Regions from separate parts of the Muntiacus reevesi genome. Here region 2 is linked to region 1. The links are chromatin contacts, called in public Hi-C maps. All regions are on one chromosome and are shown on one strand. Each heading gives the region's core, a stretch centred on a gene start, on an enhancer-like site or on the middle of the called end of the contact. The rest is flanking DNA. Distances are from core to core; before and after follow the strand shown. Region 1 holds the start of STRIP1 (striatin interacting protein 1). Region 2 holds the start of GNAI3 (G protein subunit alpha i3).

Region 1 (6,688 bases), core at 1,856-4,355:
ATGTCTCTCTCAAGGGGCATGAGAACAGGGTCTGTACTATGGAGGCTTGAGAAGCAGCTCGGGCTGACTTCATACTACATATGAGCAGCAGCGGCAGCAACGGATGGGCACAGAGGTAGACCCACTCACTGGCATTCCTCAGGACTCCTTGTTCGAGGAGAGACCACTGTCAGGGGGATTGTGTATGGCCAAAGAACATCAATGTCCATAGTGGGACTGGGCCACAGCCAATTGAGTTGACCATGTGGAGATGTTTCATAAAAGTAAAGGACAAATCAAAGTTATGAGATACAAAGGGCTTGAATCTAATAATAAATTTTATATAAACATATCATTACTAGTACTAACCAGGAGACAAAAAGAACTCCAAAATGACACTCACTCTCAATTTTATTAAAGACCAAATAATGGACAGTCTCTGCCTTACCTGAGAGCTCTGCAGCCCACTTGTCTGTGTCAGCATACTCAAACTCCAGGTCTGGAGACTCAGAATAGCCCTGTTGAGAAAAGGAGTTATGTAAAAGATCACTGTGAGTGTTTTCCAAAGGAACAAACACACATGCTTCCAGAGACACCACTGTGTTACAAGACATCATCGCCTTCACTTTTCTGACCTTTTATCACAATGTTTTTGTCTTCTGGGTTAGTTCAGCTCTCCCTACCAAGCCCTCTCAGAGTACCTTGCACTACTTCTTCATGGCACTTACCGTAACTCATATGCATCCGTTTAGTGTCCATTCTTCTCACCAATGATTTCACAATGCCCAGCACAGTACTTGGCATGAATGACTGAATGAAGAGTGTATACTCAAATAAATACTTGTTGGATAAATGAACACTAAAGCTTCCATGTGTTCCATGCAGTAAAATGATCATTCCACATGGTGCAATGATTTTAGAAGCCTCATTTCTTTCTGGCTAGTGGGCTATCAACAGCTCAGTACAAAATAAGTGTTGACACCCTCAGTCTTCCTGCCTTTCTCTCAAATTTCAGCAAGAACTGACAAAGAAGGCAGCAGCTGAACAGAAATGGCTTCCCTCCCACACACAGGAGAGATTATGGCAAAGAATCTTTCTACTGCTGGAAATATGTGAGTACTGAGAACACACCATCTGGGAAGCCTTGTTCTGGGAAAAGAGAAGAGGTGAAGAAAAAGGTAGTCCTCAGCTTAATTATAATCTACTTGGGAAGACAATGACCACCCACAAAATGACATAAAATGCCCTCAAACATGAATAACATAAATAACTCTACTTCTTATTCAGAGGCATCAGACTGCACACTTTCCTAAGTTCCTGAGCCTCAGTTTTGTCATTTATGGAACGAGGATGACAAAAATCTATCTTGAAGGTTTTTTAAGGACTAATCAAAATGATATAGCACACAGTGGGCTCTCAGCAAATACCTGCCTCCCTGTCCTGCAGGCATGCCTCAGGCTCCCAGCTACTGATTTCAGCTTTGACTCAAAAAAGAGCTGTATCAGTATTTCTAAGAAAATAGATTTTGACAGGTCTCTCAGCTTAAATGTGTTCACAGAATAACCTTCCATGTGTTGAATCTACATAGAAATTAAAGGGTAGAAAGTACATTTAATGGAAACACTTAGGAAAATTGTTAACTATTTAAAAACTATGATGCCTCTGACGATGAAAGTGGATTCACTCCTACCACTTTTAAAATCCTCCATACTTGAAAAATTATTAAGAAGTCACCAGTGATGTGCAAAATCAGCCCATCATGCAAGGACTACTAAAAGGTCAGTTTCATTGCTTTTTCAAATAATTCACGTCCAGCTCAAAGTGTATCTGACTGGAACTTGTCAAATTTTAATATTTTACCAGAAGTTTGTTCTTGCCAACAAAAACCAAGAGCTTGAGAGGTACTGATTTCAGGTGTCTGAAGATAGCATCATCACTCAGGTATGACCTGATACATTATATCTGGACAAGGAAAAAAAATGCCCTCTTATTAATAAGCACCTGATTGCTCATCAGCCTCGCGGTTGTCTCAGGTGAAAGAAATTTCCTAGTAAGTGCTCTGGGAACATGCTGATTAAGAAGCCCTAAAACGCTGCTACCGTGTGTGTCTTCATTCATGAATTCTACAATGGAATGCAGTGGGAGTAATTCTTTAACTCGGGGTGAGGTGACTAGTCAGCTCCAGACTACGGTGTCTCCAGAATGGGAGGAACAGCCCACGAACGAGAGAAGAGAGATGTTGAGCCCCAACACCTGTTTAAATTATTCCTGATCTGGGCACACTGACCACCCGGCACTGTCTAACCGTGGCCTGAATCTGCAGTGGCTGAGGTCAGAGCACAACAAGACTGCTCGCCTTTCCAACCATCGCGACCTACAGGCGCGTAGTATTGATACTATTAGTGTTGATTAATTAGCTCAGTCCTTCTCGGAGGGGCCTTCCCAACCCTCGCCAGCCCCTTCCCAGCCCACACACGCCCTCCACCGTGCGCGGCGGAACCCATAGGACCAGAAGCTGGAGATGATTACGGGGTCGGGGGTGTAGCCGCCCCGCCCTCTAGAGCGCACGCAGATCACCGACTCTTCACCCGAGAAATGGGGCAGGGGGCGGACTTCCCAGGGGTTGGGGCCCGGAGGCCGCGCCCACAGCCCGGGCCTCAGAAAAGCCGATACCGGCTCCGGGAGCTTCTCCCGGTCGGCAGAGCTCGGGGCGGGGACCCCAGCTTCGCTCCTCCGACCCCCGGGGATGCCAGCCTTGCTTCCTGCTCCTTTCACTGTAAATGACAACTCCCCTGCCGAACCCTCCAAGAAACCCAGCCTGGACCCGAAAGTGGCCCCGAACAGGAGCCCGGGTCCACCGGCGCCGCCCGCCTGGTGCTAGCCTCGCCCCCCGAAGCTCCTGACCTCCGAGTCTTTTCTCTGGTTGCGGTTGAACTCTCGGGCTTTGCCACCAGGCAGGAGGCCTCCGGCGGTCCGCGGTGCCCCAGGTGGAGGCTGCGCGGTTGCAGGCGGCGGAGGTGGCGGCGGCTGAGGCTGCTTGTTGTTCATGATCAGCGGTCCGGGACTGCCGGCTGCCGGCTCCATCTTGGTGGCTCCACACCCCCGGCTCAATTCACTGACTATGGCTGGGATGCAATTCTCGCGTGATTTCCTCTCGGAACGCGCCCTGGTCGCCATATTAAGTGTGGCGGCAAATGCCAGAGCCATCTTGACTGCCCAACACCTCGCGAGATTTTCCCTGTGTGAAATTTTACCGCTGTTGTAGTTTCTGTTTCGTTTCCAGTTTAGAGATCTTTTTTTATCTGAGAAGCCTCGCTTAACCCCTCAGCCAGTTTAGTGGAACCCCTCTCTTTCCTTTAACATCGCTTTGCACTTGTTACTTTCACAGCTCTGTCCAAAGCTTGGGGGATATTGTAGAGAACAAAATGGACACGATCCCAGCCTTCATGGAGATTACCTTCACGGGGGAGATGTGGGAAACGAATGAGTAAATCAATGAAACAATTACACTTATGCCATTCTTTTAATCATACTTTCAACAAACATTTAACGAATGTCTCCTAGACTTCAGGCAGTGTGAGAGAATGGGGAACAAAATCAAGTTCCTACACTAATGAAAAAAGTGAAATGATATATAACATAGAGCCTGTGGGTGAGCCAGACAATGCGCTCACAAATATATTAGACAAATAAGTGCTGAGAAGAAACGAAAAAAAGTGTAAGGCATTGGAAGGTGACAGTGATCGAGGTACGGCTGGGCTATGTTGGGTAGGCTGCTCAGGAAAGAAGGGGCTGAGAGTGATTTTGAATGAGTTCTGAAAGAAGTGAGGGAGAGCCACGCCAATATCCACGGATATCCAGACAGAGGGACCAGCTAACTGCAGGGCCTCCTAGGTGGCTTGGCAGGAACTGAGTGAGCCAGAAGAACAGTAGGAGATGAGGGCCATGTAAGTGCTGGGGCCAGATTAGAATAGGGCCTAGAAAAGCATAGAAAGTAGTCTGGATTTTAAGTAAAATGGAAAACCATCAGAAAGTGTTGACCTTCTGCTGCTTTTGGAGAAAGGATTGGGGTGTTGCAAGAGTAGGTGAGGGTGGACAGGTTCAGAGACTATATAGATGCAAATGATGGTGTCTTACGCCAGGTTGGAACATTGGGTTGATATATGGTATTTCTGTATTGTGTAGGTAGATCTGCTGAAAGACTGGAATCCTATCAGCAGAATAGAAAGGAATAAAGAATGAGTCCTAAATCTTTGACTTGAGCAACTGGGTGGGTGGTTGTATTGCTTATTAAAATAGAGAAACTGGAGGAAAATAGGTTTGGAAGATCAAAATGTCTGTTTTGGACATGTCATGTTTGAGATGCCCATTTGACATCTTAGAGGTGATGTGTAGTAATTACCTGACACTGTGTTGTGAAATCCTTAAAAGCATATTATTTATCCTTGTCTCTCCAGAACTACATTTTGGCTGCTCAGTTCTTGGAAAGTCATTGTGATGCAACTCTTGAATGATTTCTGCCAAGGTCCCACCTGGTAGTTGCTTTAAAAGTCTTTGTTGCAAAATAATGAATAAATCCCAAGCTGCTATGTTGGTACTTCCTCCTACCTATGTTCCTGTCCTTTGGTCCAGTTCCTTTTCAAATCCAGTAATATATTTTATAAATTAGCATTTCATCCAAGCTGAGCTGGTTCGAGCTGATAGGAAAAACTAACGAATTTGCAGGGAAAGGACCAAAGCAGAGAGAATTCTTAGATAATACCAGCAAACCCCGCACAACCAAACACCTGACATCTAGCTTCAGTGACCATGATTTGGTCACATTCCAAGACTGACCAAAAGCTTAGAAGCTTTGATCAAGTTCCAAGACTTATTACCACAAGTTGTATCACCTGGGGAAAAATTTAGACCTTTGAACAGTACACTATTTCAGCTACATTCAGAATAAGGAATATTTTGATTTAGTAATTCCACTTTAAAAAATTGTTTTTATTGTTTTTGGCTGCACTGGGTCCTTGGAGCACAGGGCCTTCTCTAGCTTTGGTGCAAGGGTTCAGTAGTTGTGGCACGCTGGCTTAGTTACACCCCAACATATGGGATCTTAGTTTCCCAACCAGGGATTGAACCTGCATCTCCTACACTGGAAGGTGGATTCTTAACCATTGGACCACCAGGAAAGTCCCAGTAATTCCACATTTAGTGATAAGTTCTAAGGAGATAAAACTTTAGACAAAGATATTGTGTGATGATTTTCCAGGCAGTGATATTTTCAATAGTGTAAAGTTGGTACAACCTAATTTGAAAAATAGTCAATAAGAAAATAGCTAACTAAGTAATGGGGCAAGTAAAAGATTGACTATGGAGAAGTCATTAACATTTATGTTTAATATTAAGAATTTTTAGTGGCATAGGAAAGTACTTATGATATAATTGAATATACAGTTGGTTCTCATTGTGCTTGTGTGTGTTTGTGTGTGTGTATAGAAAAAAAGACTGGAAGGAAATACACAAAATTGTAGTAGGTTTAATTTCTAGATGGTAGAAGCTTACATTATTTTCATTTCCTTCTTTATACTTTTCTGTGTTTTTGAAAATTTTATTATTAAGGTGCTATTTTTTGAGGGATAATTTATGTACAATAAACCACATATGTTTGAAGTATACAATTTGATATGTTTTGACATATGTATAAACACATAAAATCATGACCATATTCAAGACAAGAACTTCCCTGGTGGTCCAGTGGTTACGAATCTGCCTGCCAATGCCGGGGAGATGGGTTCAGACCTCTGGTCTGGGAAGATCCCATATGCTGCAGGGAAATTAAGCCTGTGCACCCAAACTACTGAATCCCACGTGCCCTAGAGCCGTGCTCCACGGCAAAGAGAAGCCACCACAAACAGAACTCTGCACACCAAAACTAGAGAACAGCCCTGGTCACCACAGTTAAAGACAGCACAGCAACAAAGACCCAGTGCAGCCACAGAGTAAAAAAAAAAAATTTTTAAGGTAACAAATCCATCATCCCCAGAAATTTTCTTGGTAATCCTCTCTCCTACTCATTCCTGTGTCCCTCTCCCATTCCCAGTTAACCACTGTTAAGTTTTCTGACACTACCGATTAGCTTGCATTTTCTACAGTTTACAATAACAGAATCTGGATTCTTTCTTTGTCTAGATTCTTTCACTCAACATAATTATTTTGAAATTCATTCGTCTTGTTGCCTGATATCAATAGTACATAAATAGTATTCCATTGTTTATCCAATCACCTGCTGATACATATATGGGTTGTTTCCAGTTTTTCTTGCTTGTTTAAACTTCATATTGAGAAGTAGCATGCCTTTTTTTTTTTTTTTTTAAATAAGAATTGTCCCAGCTTGTGTGGAAATATTTCCTGAATGAAAGCAGGGTCTCCAAACTGTGACTAACACAAGAATTCTAAATTGGAGAGCTACTTAAATTAGTACCACTTTTGAGTTCCAGAGAGTACTCACTTCACCCTGAGAAAAACTCCTTGAACTGTAGTCCATGTGGCATTTGGTAGGAAGAGGAATCTCCAGTGCGAAGGAGCTGAAGCAGAGCTGGTGAACTCCCCCTCCCTCACTGGCTAAGACACTTTCAGAGAAGCACAATTCAGCAGAGGGTAGAAGTTGCAGAGTGCCTTGATGAATTTCCAATCTTCTTTCCTCACCTACAAAATGAGAATA
Region 2 (6,058 bases), core at 2,687-5,186, 480 kb after region 1:
TGAATGCAAATAAAAGACACAAAGAACAGCAAGTTCTTATAAGAAACAAACCAACCTACTTTTGCATGTGAATTTCTATTTTTTTATGCCAGTTTCTTTTGCCCAGATATGAGATGCATAATCCCAAGAAATCAAAGAACTGTCTATGAATCTTATGCCAAATAAATGGCAAACATTATCAAGAATATCATCTTGTGAGAGTTTAAAATAATAGCATATTTATCAAAAGACAGTCTGATTTTCAATAACAAGCATATTCAGTCAGTAACATGCAGATACTTAAATGTAAATAAATTATAAAATATAGGGTTTAAGTGAGTTAGATGGTTCCAGTTCTCTGCATGTGACTTAATTTTTGCCCTGCCACTACCAGCAAAATCCTAAAGAAGAAAGCATTAACTTCATTTTGTATAACAATGATTTCTCAAGATCTGCTAAGGGGAACTATCAAGAAATGGATAGAGGTTAAAAAAAAAAAAAAAAAAAGAAATGGATAGAGGTAGCAGAGGAATAAATCATGCAATAACTCACAAAACTAAAAGATAATGTTTAATTCCTTTTACCACAAAAGAGTTGTATTAAAATTCTTTGGAGGTCTTTGAAAAGGGTTCATTAATATTTGAAAAGTAATCAAATATCTGTCTGAAACACCCTTGAAAAAAGTAACTAAAATGGTAAGTTTTCCAATCACTGTAATAACAGAAGTCACCATTTAGTTAATATTAATTTGCTAAACAGTTTACATATATTATCTCATTTGAGCTTTGGACATAACTATCACATCCTCACTTTACATATGAAAATAAGACTCCTATGGTTAAGTTACACGCTCTGGGCCTCACAGCTAGTAAATGGAGGTGGGAATTGAATTCAGTTTTATGTGACTTCAAAAGCAGTGCTCATATCCATTACACCAGTGATTCCCAACTTTGGTCACATCATGCTGCACGCTTAAAATTATAATACTTGTATAGATTACCAATGTAAACTGGAGGGACCTGGTGAAAATAACATACATTTTCTTTATATTATAAAATTATGATATGAAAAATAAAGTACAAAATGTTACAGATGATATTAAACACTAATTGGTATAAATCTTCCAAATTAAATATTTTCAATTGCCAAATTCAGAAAGTGTACTGGTGGAATCATACCAAAAATGTTCAAATATCATTCTAACTGCTGTGAAATTTGAAAAATTAGTCACAAAATGATTTAAAATCATAAAAATGATTTAAAATTTCAAAACCATAAAACATTTGCAAACAGCACACTGCAAGCCTTCCTATGCACTACACTCTGGTTAGGAAGCCCTGTATAACAAAATTTTGTTTTTTTTACAGAATATTATGATTAGACACTAGTATATCAAGAGCTTCTCAATAACACATCTAAAAGAAATTTAAACAAAAAGTAACGAAAGAATTAAATACTGCATTCCTCCTGAATTTCTATAGTAATTTTAATTGGTAACATTCATTTTGTTAAAATAATAACAATGACTGCAACCTAGACCAAGTTTGATAGTTTAAAACAGAGGAAGTAAAAATGACTTGCATGTATATCAAAGGAGGTATTCAACAGCAAAATTATTTGTATACTGTGATGAGTGCATTTTGTTTATAGAAATAGCAAGGAAGATAACTTTAATTTCATATGTGTGTTATGTCATGACTCAAGCAAATGCATCTCTCTCTGCAACCTATTTGAATCTGTTCATTTAACTTGCTCAAGAATGTAAAAATAACTTACTTAAAACAAAGAAATTGATTAAAAAGTAAAAGCAAATGCTGTAGTACTTTGATTTTTACCTACTGCTTTTGAAATTTCCTAAGTCATCATGTGTTTAATTTTGTTTTTAATTAAATCCACTATTTATAAAGTTGTGTATTACAACAGCCTAATAGCCTGAGGGGATCTCTGATTACGAATGTAAACCAAAATGATCACAGAAGATAAAAACACACCTTTACTTTCATAACCAACTGATCAATAGAAACAATGCTAATGCCTTGAGTACTATAGTTAATATCAAACATCTGAAAGGTCCCAAGGAGCTATGTCCAACAGTAGCTGGCACATGCTGGTTAACTACTATCAGGGACCATGCTCATTCACAAATGATACCTGTTGTATGGAAGAGTAGCAGTTTGGAACTTCGATTTTTTTTTTCATACATTCTGTAAGATCAAGTATTCAAACTGAAGGCTCAAGCTCCAGTGCATAACTTCCTCTCTTTATTCAAAAAGCTGTTACCAGGGCTTCTGCAATCTACAAATTGTCAAATACATTAACATGAAAAGACTAGGATGGGCACCCTGAACACCCTAGAGTACAAAATAAACCCTGGGTTATTTATGGTGGTGCATTCTGTCCTCTGGAGCTTCACACCATAAAAATTTGGCACTTCTCCTAAAACAACTTCTTTCTCCCAAAAATCAACTGTTTTAAAAAGCAAAGTTCTATTGCTTACAGAAACCATTACTTCCACTTATTCTTCCCTACCAGATCCCCAGAAAATACTAACAGTGAAGAAAAAAATGTGGCCTGATTTATTGGTAAGCTGACATCAGGGTATTTTATATGATTCACTGAGCTTCTAGAAAACAATCTCTCAAAAATTCTAAAACTAACTAGATTGAGTAAAATGCATCTGACTGTACACAAAAACTACTTAAAACGAATGTCAAGTAAAATAAACAGTAATTCCTGAAGCCAGTATTTTTCGTTTGAGAAACAAACAACAAAGCCCAGCTCAACAGAAGTTTGTCACTAACCCATCTTTTACAGTAAGTCCAATTCCATAATTTATCCTAAGATAACTGCATTCCCACTGCACATCATCCCCAGCAAATATTCATCAACTCCCACTGTGTAATCTATTGTCATCATCACATCCCATGCCACAAACCTCAAACAAGCCAGTCCTTAAATATCCTCAGCTCACACCAGCTCCCCCTTTATAAAAACAATGGAAGGAGTTATAAAAAAAAAAACCTTAAGAAAATAAAAATAATAGGAAATAGTGGATAAGTACACACAGCCTCTACACTCAGACTCTTTTCCTTTACACCTGAGAACTTGTCAGTTATTTCAACCATACACCTTTGTGTTCCTGGATAACCCAGGGTTCCTCCACCTCAGCGAGAGCGCAAAATGTCCACTCTCTAATAAATGACAGGGTCCTACGTGACCACTCTGTCCCAGCCCCTCTCTCTATTTATATTAATTATTCAAGCTCTAATCTGTCATAAAGTATCACCACGCTCCAAACTCACAAGCCATTATACAAGCCCAACACTCTCCCGTCCTCCATACCAACTCACTCTAATCCTTCCCTTGAAAAACTTTCTCTAACATCAGCTCTTCCTTTATGAGCTTTTCCCATATTCCTAATACAGTCTCAAAGTCCTACTGGACCACATTTCGAAGCTCCTTCGGCTAAACACAATCCCAGCATGGTGGCACACCCTCTTTCCAGCCTAATTCCTACAACCCCCAAACCCCACCCCCTCATCACGCCCTCCGGCATCAGCCACCAACTCCACACCCCGCCCCACGTCCGTCACGCCCTCCAGATTCTTCGGGGTCCTCTCCTCCCGCCGGACCAACCCCCCATTAGGACTCTCAAGTGCCTGGGCCCTCCAAACCACCCCGCCAGCCCCGCCCCCAGCCCCTCACCGAGTAGCAGCAGCTTCACTTCTTTGGCCGCTTTCTCCCCGTCCTCCCGCAAGTTGCGGTCGATCATCTTGCTTCGCTCCACCGCCGCCTTATCTTCGGCGCTCAACGTGCACCCCATGGCGGCGGCGGAAGAAGGGACCGGGCCGGGGCTCACTCACAAACCGCGAAGACTGCGGCTTGGCAGGCAGAGATAGAGTCTACTGCTGGGCGGCGGCCCTCTCCGTCAGCTCCCAGAGCGCCCAGAGGAACCGGATATCCGGCGTTTTACGACACTTCCGGCAACGCCCGCGGCCGTTACTTCTTCGACCTCCCTAGCTGGGGTAAAGGAGGCGTGACCAAAAGCGGAAGTACGGAGAGAGAGAGAGAGAGAGCAGGACGCCGACTGTCGGTTCCGCGATGTAGGGCGGCCCTATCGAGCTTACCGGGCGCCGCTCGACTTTAGACCCCTTTCACCTTTTTGGCTGTCTTATTTGGATGGCTATAGAGATACCAGGGATTGGTTTCTCCGGTTCAAGGCACCCTCCCGAGGTCGCACGGCCGATTGGCGTGGGGAATGGGAATTCCCAAGTAAAAGCCCTCAACCCACACGGGAATTTCTGCGGGAATTTCTCACTGGCCAGAAAGCCGATTTAAATTCTGGCGGTGGAGATCTGAGGCCAAGTGTAGGGTAGTTTGTCTGTTGGCGTCGTCCCAACCAGAGTTATGGGATGAGAATTACAGAGTCTGGGCCTCGCCGCGGTCACGCTCCACATCTGGAATAAGTTAAGACCCACCATGCCTGGGACTTTGCAGTCCCTTTCTGCCCTCTCCTCTGGCTCACCTACTGGTACCCAGTTGGCTTGAGAGTTTCCCAGCTATTGTGTTGGTAAAGAATCTCTTGAAATCGATAACAGATCTTACATTACTTGAAAGGTAAGAATGTGGTTCTTCCATGAAATTTCCATGCTGCCTTTCCCCCACACAAGCCAGATTTAGCGCGCTGACATATTGTCGTGCGTTAAGGGCTTAAGACTTTCTACCAAGATTAGTCAACCAAAGTTCCACACCCTAAAACAAACCAGTGCATCCTGTGAATCTCCTTTTAAAATTTCCTTTTGTGGTAACACACGAAAAGAGAAGTCATAGTAAAATTTGTTTCTCAGCTATAGTATCATCTGGATGTTGATAAATCCCCTATGAAAGCCCCACACTGATAAGTCTTTTTACTCATAATCCTGGATTCTATGATGAAAATAGCCCTACATTACTGTTACTTCCAAAGAGCCCCACAAAAACATTCACCATACATTCTAGGGAGGGGAACTCTTGTAGCCCCCAGGATCTTTCCCTATGATTAAATATTACTTCCCCAATCGAACCTAGACCTTAGAATGTAAGATCCCAACAGAAAGATATATATACGGTGACTGATGATCATTAGAGGGATTTCTTGAAAACCACATTAAATAGCCTCATGCACCTTAATTTTTCAATGCCAGTTCTTCAAAGTTCCAAATCTCCTACTCTTCCTAGTGACTTAGAATATAGGGGGATGCTCTGCCATAATCAATACTTATGGGGGGAAAGGGCAAGAAGAAGGGGAGAAGAAAAACAATATTTATTGAGTACCTATTTGCCAGGTATGGCTAGGTACTTCGATTTGTCATCTCATTTATTCCTCACAACAACCCTGTGATTGTGGGTTGTTATCCACATTTTTACAGATAAACAAATAGGCCCAGAGAAATTAAGCATCTTTCCAAGTTCACACAGTAAGTAGAACTGACTCCAAATTCGCTCCTTTTCTACCAGGCCATTATAAGATGTTACCTGCGAGTCCTGACAACAGCTTTTCATCTAGGATTGAGAGTTACTCCAACAACACTGGGGTGAGGGAAAAAATAACTTGAGAGCACAATTTTCTCAACCTGTTGATTTCTTCAGTGGATTTATAAGTCAAATTTTGCCTAGGAACTGCTTTCACAAGCTTAAGAATTACATATGGAACTTTACCAAGTGATCCTGGTGATTAAAATACTCCTGGAAGGTGGTCATGACAGAAATTGTTGGGAAAGTTCTCAGCATAATAGAAGAGAAAATTTTATTTCTTTCATGATCAACTCAGGGAAAAATAAATGCAAATAAACCATATGTCAAAAAAGCATAAAGCATATGTCAAATTCTGTAATAAATGCCAGGGAGGTCACAGTGTCAAGAGATTTCAGCCTAAATTAGCAATACCCTTGCACTCAAGATTTTCTCCTTTGGAATATAGTAAAGGAAGGGTTGGAGGGCAAAGTCAAAGAAAAAGGCAAAATAATTAACAAAATGGCTGCCAGGCAATGCTCCCCCTCCCCACCTACACGCATCTTTCCTATTTCCACTAGATTCACAC

The links. A called contact is a pair of places that touch in the nucleus more often than the background predicts.
Region 2: a contact with region 1 is called in a Hi-C map of blood, with 2.5 times the contacts expected there. The contact joins the promoter of GNAI3 here to the promoter of STRIP1 in region 1. A contact is called at or near these places in 2 of 3 Hi-C or Micro-C datasets (blood and muscle).

Annotation. Positions count from the first base shown.
Region 1 is chr1:95,427,939-95,434,626 of mMunRee1.1, forward strand. It overlaps STRIP1 (striatin interacting protein 1), which reads right to left and starts at 3,106. Exons shown (of 22, transcript XM_065907232.1): 1 at 2,884-3,106; 2 at 428-497. The coding sequence starts at 3,063.
Region 2 is chr1:95,908,291-95,914,348 of mMunRee1.1, forward strand. GNAI3 (G protein subunit alpha i3) reads right to left here and starts at 3,937. Exons shown (of 9, transcript XM_065907370.1): 1 at 3,685-3,937. The coding sequence starts at 3,802.